Regions from separate parts of the Zea mays genome. Here region 1 is linked to region 2. The links are chromatin contacts, called in public Hi-C maps. All regions are on one chromosome and are shown on one strand. Each heading gives the region's core, a stretch centred on a gene start, on an enhancer-like site or on the middle of the called end of the contact. The rest is flanking DNA. Distances are from core to core; before and after follow the strand shown.

The links. A called contact is a pair of places that touch in the nucleus more often than the background predicts.
Region 1: a contact with region 2 is called in a Hi-C map of leaf, with 6 times the contacts expected there. The contact joins the promoter of LOC100285037 here to the promoter of LOC100193751 in region 2. A contact is called at or near these places in 8 of 25 Hi-C or Micro-C datasets (bundle sheath, ear, endosperm and 2 more).

What each region holds. Positions count from the first base shown.
Region 1 is chr2:997,665-1,001,419 of Zm-B73-REFERENCE-NAM-5.0, forward strand. It overlaps LOC100285037 (plant integral membrane protein TIGR01569 containing protein), which reads right to left and starts at 1,346. Exons shown (of 3, transcript NM_001157932.2): 1 at 940-1,346; 2 at 710-833; 3 at 228-627. The coding sequence starts at 1,283. The coding sequence ends at 409. It overlaps LOC100278982 (probable serine/threonine-protein kinase BSK3), which reads right to left. Exons shown (of 12, transcript NM_001416016.1): 11 at 3,379-3,666; 12 at 2,014-2,846. The coding sequence ends at 3,421.
Region 2 is chr2:770,906-774,959 of Zm-B73-REFERENCE-NAM-5.0, forward strand. LOC100193751 reads right to left here and starts at 1,815. Exons shown (of 1, transcript NM_001399094.1): 1 at 775-1,815. The coding sequence starts at 1,736. The coding sequence ends at 843. It overlaps LOC100501345 (pentatricopeptide repeat-containing protein At3g51320), which reads left to right. Exons shown (of 5, transcript XM_020547962.3): 3 at 1-316; 4 at 413-471; 5 at 554-745.

The DNA.
Region 1 (3,755 bases), core at 96-2,595, 230 kb after region 2:
CTATTGCTATCGCCACTGCTGGGCGTCTTCTGCACGGGGAGAAACCATGACGGCGTCGCACCGGACATTTCCGACGCTGGAGTGCGGCGGGTCAAGCGGTTTTCAAATCTCGGAGATCGAAGCCAACGGATACATTCTGCAGAGAAAGCCGGTCAATCGGTGACGGTAGTGGTGGGTAGACATCACTATCTTAGGCCCAAGGCCCTGTTTGGCCCGCAGCGCTTAATGGACATGAAACCAGGCCGAGAAGTTAAGCCCAATTTAAAATTCCGCAAGCAGGTGTCCACGAATAATACAAAGGCAATTCCACTCCACGCTTTACAATTACACACGAGTGACCACAAACTGAAACCACATTGCATTATTAATTGCACGACGCAAAAACAGCAACATCACATACTATCCAGTTCAGCAGCGTTTCCTGATGGTGAAGGCGGCCAAGATGACGAGAAACAGGAGGACGAGCACGGCGAGGAAGGATGCCACGACGGCGCCGCTGGTGCGCTGGCAGAAGCCGTGGAACTGCATGCAGATGGGCACCCAGTTAGCGCGCTGGTTCCCCGAGTGCGCCAGGTCCACGATCGCCGCCGCCGCCGCCGCCGCGGCCGTCAGCAGCGCCGCTATGATCTGCAGCAACTCACCGCGAAATTAAAGACCAAGTTATTAGCTGTGAGGAGTACGTGCCGGAGAAGGACGGGATAACACCTACCAGGTCGCAGATGAGCAGGAGGTGGCGCAAGCCGATGGCCTGGGGGCGGAGGACGACGACGGCGGAGAAGGGGAGGGACAGCACCAGGTACCCCGCCGCGATCGCGTTGGCCACCATGAAGAACCTGCAAGCAAGCGTTGGGCGTGCGCAGTCAGCTCATCATTAATTAATTAATTAATTCGATATACTATATATACTATATGGGGCCGGGCTACTACTACTATACTGACAGGAGCGCCGGGAAGTCGTCGAATCGGGCGTGGAACTGGAAGAACTGGGTGAAGACGGAGAGCGTCTCGTCGGAGGTGCCCGTGGCGATGGCGGCGGCGAGGGCGGGCCCGAAGGCCGCCACCCTCAGCACCAAGTCAAGGAGCGCCACGCACCGGCTGCCGCGGTCGGCGCGCCGGAAGAACGGGACCCGCGTCTTCCGAGGCGCCGTCGTCGCAGCGGGGGGTGCTGCTGCAGCGAGAGGAGGAGGCGCCGCCGTGACCGTGTCCACGGCCGGGGCCTTGCCGTGCTGGCGGGGCACGTCGTCGATGGGGATCACGGTCGCGGCGGCATCGCTGGTGCTCATGGTTGGTTGCTGCGTAGTTGGAGGTGCCGAGACTTGAGAGAGGAGCTTGCCTGCCTTGCGCTTGCGTTTGAGAGAAGGAAGAGGACATTTATAGGGTCCGTCAGTCAGATTAGGGTGTACCTGCTGCAATGCATTGTGAATAGATAGTGAAGTTGAAGGTTGTGTGGTTTAGGAATGGAGGCCGGAGGGAGGAGTGGTTACCAACTGCTATGCAAGCGCCAAGAGGCCGGAGGAGTGGTTTATTGAAAGTTGAAGGTTGTGTAGTTTACACTACAGCACAAATCTATCCTGCTGTCAAGGCGTTTTCGATCAGGGATACAAAAGATTGCATTCTACCGCGGTGTCGTTTGGTTTACATATTTGTAACGTAATTGATAACTGAGAATGTTAAATCATATTTGTTTAAATTCAACCGTAATCAAATACTACACTAAAAATTGATATCGACTTATTCAAACTTGTTACCGCCGATACTCATAAACCATTAAATCATATTTGTTTAAATCCCACCATAATCAGATACTACACTAAAAATTAATATCGGCATATTCAAACTTGAAATTGATATCGGCCTATTCAAACTTGTTACCGCCAATACCCGTAAGCCATTACCCCATTTACATTACATTTCGGATCTATTCAAACTTGAAATTGATATCGGTCTATTCAAACTTGTTACCGCCAATACCTGTAAACCATTATCCCATTTACATGCCAATACCTGTAAACCATTATCCCATTTACATTACATTTCATAAACCAAACGGCACCGGCATACATTGATTTCGTCCAAATGTCTATTTGGCTGCCTGCACAGGAGAGGCGTGGGTTACATAGCCAGATGCAAAACAATTTTAAGGTAATTTGACTACATTGGCTCTCGTCGGCTAGGCTTGGGCGAAGCTGGCTGCCCGCGCAGTACGCTTTGCATCCCCTTACGACGTAAGGACTTGAGAATGTTTGCTTGGTGCGAAATACCAGAGACAGAATCGAGCGGTACGCTTGATTTTAGATGTCAGTTAACTAGCATATGAATGTACTCCAATAAAAAAACTGGGGCAAGGGGTGAAAGCGTTGAACTCTCGAACAACCAGAACGCTGACATTTTTGGCCTTTTAAAAGAATTCCACTATCATATCCAGAAATATACCAATGGGAGCTAACGCATAAGAAACGAAGAATTAAGACAGCGTAAAAACAACCGCTTGCTGTACAGGTCACCTGCCACCAGCAAAGACAGACATGTACATCAGCAATCTTTTTTTTTCTTCTTCTTATGTTTTCCTTCTCTTGTTTCAGTAGGACCAAGAAAAAAGTTTCACTTTCTTCTCCCCATTAATAATTTCCTTATTCACCTCTTGGATGTCTTTGTCCTCTCTTTCAGAGCCTCTGTTGTCGCTTTCTTCCATATGTACATTCCTACATGAAGATATGGACGAGGGACGACGTTCCACAAGCACAAAATCTGAATAAGGTTAACAAACCCCTAGCCAAATTGACAAATTACCAACGCCTGCTGCTTCCATAGCCAAAGCCAATATTACTCTCTCTTCAAACAAGCACCTGGCCACAAAACAAAATAGTGATGTCTACATGATCTTTCTCCAAGATTGCTTGTGGAACTTCTCAAGACAGACACAACAGCATATCGGTGAACTTAATTCATGTGTTAAATGACAGCTCAGCAGCTCAGGTTTAAAAAGCCACTGGGAACTTGCCAGATCCTTTATCCTTAACAGCCAAAACTGGTTTCATTCTCAAAGAACTGGTTTAAGGCCATAGACTCTCCATTTGATCCCATGTTGTTAAATACTTTCTCTGGTCACGAAAACATGTAGTTCTTGAGTATATAGAAGCACATTTACTAGCTAGTTAGATTCCAAAATCCAAACTTCAGGACCAGAAGTTACCAGGTTACTAATTTTTTAACCCAAAACAAGAAATGGGACTCTAGCCACAATGCCATCATGAAAACCTAGATTAGCAGGCTATTTGCATGATATGGAAAGGTATAGATCCCAACAGAAAAGTAGTCAGTACTTGGGTTTTAGTAAGACATCAGGATTTCTAAAAAAGTATATATATATATATATACCTGACATTATGTGCATTTTGGGGACTACAAATATGTTCACAATCAATGTCCACCGCTGCTACTTTGCTCTAAGTTACAACCATCCTTGAGTGCTTCTTGTGCTTCATTCTCCATGCCTTGTGATAATAGTGCTGCTGCCTGAAGATAGAATGCTGTTGACCATGTGGGAGATATTACCAAAGCATTCATTGCATCATTCAATGCCTCCTGTGGCATGCCATTCATCAGATATGACAGGCAACGTCGAGCATAAATGGTTGGGGAAACCATTGTACCAACTTCAATAAACTGCATGATAAAGAACAATTAGAAAAGACCGAGAAAGCAGCAGCCTTCAGGTAACTGCAATTTGCCTGTTCTAACAGCGATATTTTTAG
Region 2 (4,054 bases), core at 565-3,064:
TCTGGTCGGATTTCTGAGATCTTTTGAGTTTATACCCTGAGATCTGAGAACACTGATAACTGGCATCAGTTGGAAATTTGTGTTCGTGGTGTTCTTCCTCAGCTGATGATATGGCATTTAGTTACTTTTTCTATAAGAAAATCTGAACTACTGTGGTGTCTTCCATTGTCATCAGTCATAAGAATTTATATCATTTCATGAACTGGACATTGTAATACCATCACGAAAGTTAGTGTCATTCCAGAGAATGGTGGGATTCTACAGCAAACCGGGAAGTTGTTCTGTCTCATTAGGAGAGCAACAGAGGGTTGTGATGGTCAGTATTTACTAGCAGGCCACCATTATTTTGCTATCTTTTATTTTATTTTATACACCGTTAGATATCTGAAAGTCACTGTCTTATTTTTGTCAGGCTCATTGTTTTTCCACCATCCTAGCTCCCAAGTGTGGTATCATCGACGAGTGCCTCAAGTAGGTATTCTATGACACTGCTCTTTATTTTCTATTTTCCTTTCTCTTTGCTGATCAACCGTTGTACTCGATTGCAGTGCAGGCTGCTAGTGTTGATGTAGAAGAACATTCATCATCTGTACAGGCCTGCAACTAACTAACATGGCACGCCCGTGGTCACTTCTTCACAACATACCCTATACTGTTAGTCAAAACTGTAGGCTGCTCGGAACAAACTGGCGGCGGCGGCGATAGCGGCTGCTGCTGGTGCTGACTGCTGAACAATCATCATCCCGTAACAGAAACAGAAGAGCAAATTAAGAATTTAAGTAATCAAAGAATCGTTATTTCTCTGTTTGGGAGGCTGTGTACTGTACACGAACAAGAAGAATTCAGTTTGGGAGCTCGAGGCCGTAGAGCACGCCGGCGCACGGCTCCAAGCTGCCTTCCTTGGGGAAGTAGATCCTAGCCATCTCCCGGAAGGTGTCCCAGGTGAGCACGCTGTCGGACGCTGCCTGGTGTCCTTGGCCCGCTGCGCGGCGCACCCGGAGCGCGGCGGCGACGCGCTCGAGGCCGCCCAGCAGCGCGACCTCGCCGTGGGAGGCGCATGCGACCCTGGCCATGTGCTTGACGTCGTAGACGGCGGCGCCGAAGTAGACGCGGACGTAGCGCAGGAAGTCCGGGAGCGCCCTTGGCAGCTTCCGTCCCATGAGCAGCTTGACGAGGTAGGCGAAGTCATAGGCGGAGCTGAAGGTGACCCACGCGACGGCCGGGTTGCAGATGAGGCCCGACGAGGCGAGCAGCGCGGCGAAGGCGCGCGCGGGGACGCCCCTGGCGCGGTGGGCGGCGAGGTCGAGGCCGCTGGCGGCGAGCAGGCGGACCGAGTCCGGCGCGTGGCGGTGCACGCGCGGGTCGAAGCCGCGGAGGTTGATCTGGAAGGCGAGCGCGGGCGGGGAGCCAGGGGACGGCGCCAGGGCCAGGCCGACCTGGATGAGGTGCAGCGCGTCGACGTTGGACTTGAGCAGGGCGTAGCGCTGCGGCGCGGTGAGCGTGGAGTGGTGGACGGCCGGGGGAGGGTGGTGGATGACGCCCGGGAACTCCGTGTCCATGGACACGTAGGGGAACCGCTCGATGGCGGCGCGGATGAGCTTGAATTCGCGGTCCACGTTGTCCGCCCACACCTGACGGATCTCAAGGGGATGGTGGTGGTGGCGGTGCTTCTGCTGCTGCTTCGGCCTCCACCCGCCGGCGCCGCCCACCTGGACCTCGACCTCGACTGAAGGCATGTTAGTGGCAAGGCTTGTTGCGCACTTCTACTTGTGCAGGTTCCGATCCGATGACTGCCGCCGAGACGCGAAGGCTCTAGAGGAGGCTGGAGCGATGGTGGTGGCATGTTGCTGTGGCTGCCGAGGTTTTATAGGGAATGGATCGGATGGAGGAGGGAGGTGTGCAGTGCAGGGCCGGCAGGAGGGTGCGAGGAACGGGAGGACCGGAGGAGGAAGCCGGCGCGCGCGTGGAGATCCGTGCGGCGACAGGGATCGACGGTGGGTGGACGCTGCACAACTTGCACGCGTTTAATTATGGCGTGGCGTGGCGTGCGGTGCGGGGAGAAAAATTGTTAATGATTGGGCCCGATCCGACCAGCAGGCACCGCACCACCAGCTGGACTCACTGGCCTGTTCAACCGACTGGGTCTGGGTCTCCCGCCGCCGTTGCCGGGAACGCGGCGGCGTCGTGTGCTTTTTACACGGTCTTGCTTTCGCCTTCCCCGTGGAAATTGCGCCGTCCCCCGTGCGCGTACGTACCACTCGTTGACTAGCCCCCGTCTCCTCTGGTGGGCTTGGGCAGTCCACGGAGGGCAACACCGCTATCCATACACCGTACTCCTACATGTGATGTGACGTGGCAAACTAGTTAGGTCTTGTTCGGTTAATCCCGTTACTCCTGAGATTGAAAAAAAATTAAGAAGGAGATTGACTTATTTGAGATTTAAATCCACCCAATCCCAATCAATCCATGTGGATTGAGAGCTAACCGAACAAGCACTTAGTTGGATTAGTAAATCCATTAGATCGATTTTGAAGACTTAATGTAGTTTGCTGAAATAGTTTTGCAGATGGATTGAAGACTTAATTGTCAGAAAAGAAGGTGGGTTGTTTGAGAATATAGAAGATAATCTGAAAATGTTTGATATTCCACCTAGCTTTTGTGTTCTTTTTCTACGGACAAAGAAAAACTTCGATGATGACGATTTCACATTAAAGGAGAGGTTTGATAGTGGACAGAGCAGGGCACATTACGTATTCATGCCCTTGTGTAATGAGGGTCATTGTTCATGTTATAGAATGGTAGTGCAAGGGTCCAATATGACATTGCCTAAGGTTTTGGTGGAGAATGGATATAGAAGGTCCTTTGATGGTCTTATAGTCGATGAACAACAATATAGAACCAATGAAGATGCAACACCAGACAACCTAGGAGCCACTTAAGGTTTCTCTAATGAAAGTTGGTGAATCAATTCATTGTTCAGGAAGCTTCTCAACAATAGCTTTTGACATTGGTTCATATGGGCAATACAGGTGGGAGGAAAAGATTGTTGATGATGATAACAACAATTCATATGATTCTGAAGAAAAGGATTACAATTACGAAGAATGTACCTCAACAGAGGGACTCAACTGTTACTTAGGATCGATGGATGATAGAGTGGTCATAGATATGTCCATTCATACTCATGGTTAGTGAGTACACTTCATGTGAGAGGTTAGGCGAAGCACAACAGTACATTCACCTAAGCCTTGCATAGCTACTAATATGTGACAATTAAACTCAATAAACATTGATTTTTGTGGCATTCCACACTACAGGGACATTCGAATGACAGGTAAGGTCATTCACGACACCAGTCTACAATTATGTAAGAAATAATCATACGACCCTTGGGATGGGACAATTAGTAGCATGGTATTCAATACATTGTCTATGTTCAAGCCCTTTCTTCAGGACTATATGGTGCATCACCATAGACCAGTACACATTCAAATCAAAATAGGAGTTACTACATGGTATGCAAGAAAGGTTGTCTTTGGAGGGTTTGAGATCATAAGAAGTCCATTGATGGAAAATGGAGGATAACGAAAGTGGTTCAACCACACACATGTCTAATAAATAAGGGAAAGAGTGCATTCTCATCTCATGGCACATTATCTAGCCAGTCACATATTGGGCCTCATAGATGAGGATACAATATTTCTATGGTGGTGTTGATTTGTTTCATAGTGGGCTTCAAAGGTTACACTCTTAAGCATGAAAATAGTTTGGCATGTGAAAGGGAAATAGGGATTAACCTTTTCCTATAAATAATTTTGGTGGTTGAATTGCCAACACAAATAATTGGACTAACTAGTTTGATCTAGATTATATATTCTACAGGTGCATAAAGGTCCAACACAATCCAATAAAAGATCAAAGTTAGGGTTCAAAAGAAAGGAGCAAAAGAAACCGAAGAGTACCCTGGTCTGGCGCACCGGACTGTTCGGTGTGCCACCGGACAGTGTCCAGTGCACCAGGGTCGTACGACTCTGAACCTTCACCTTTGGGTTTC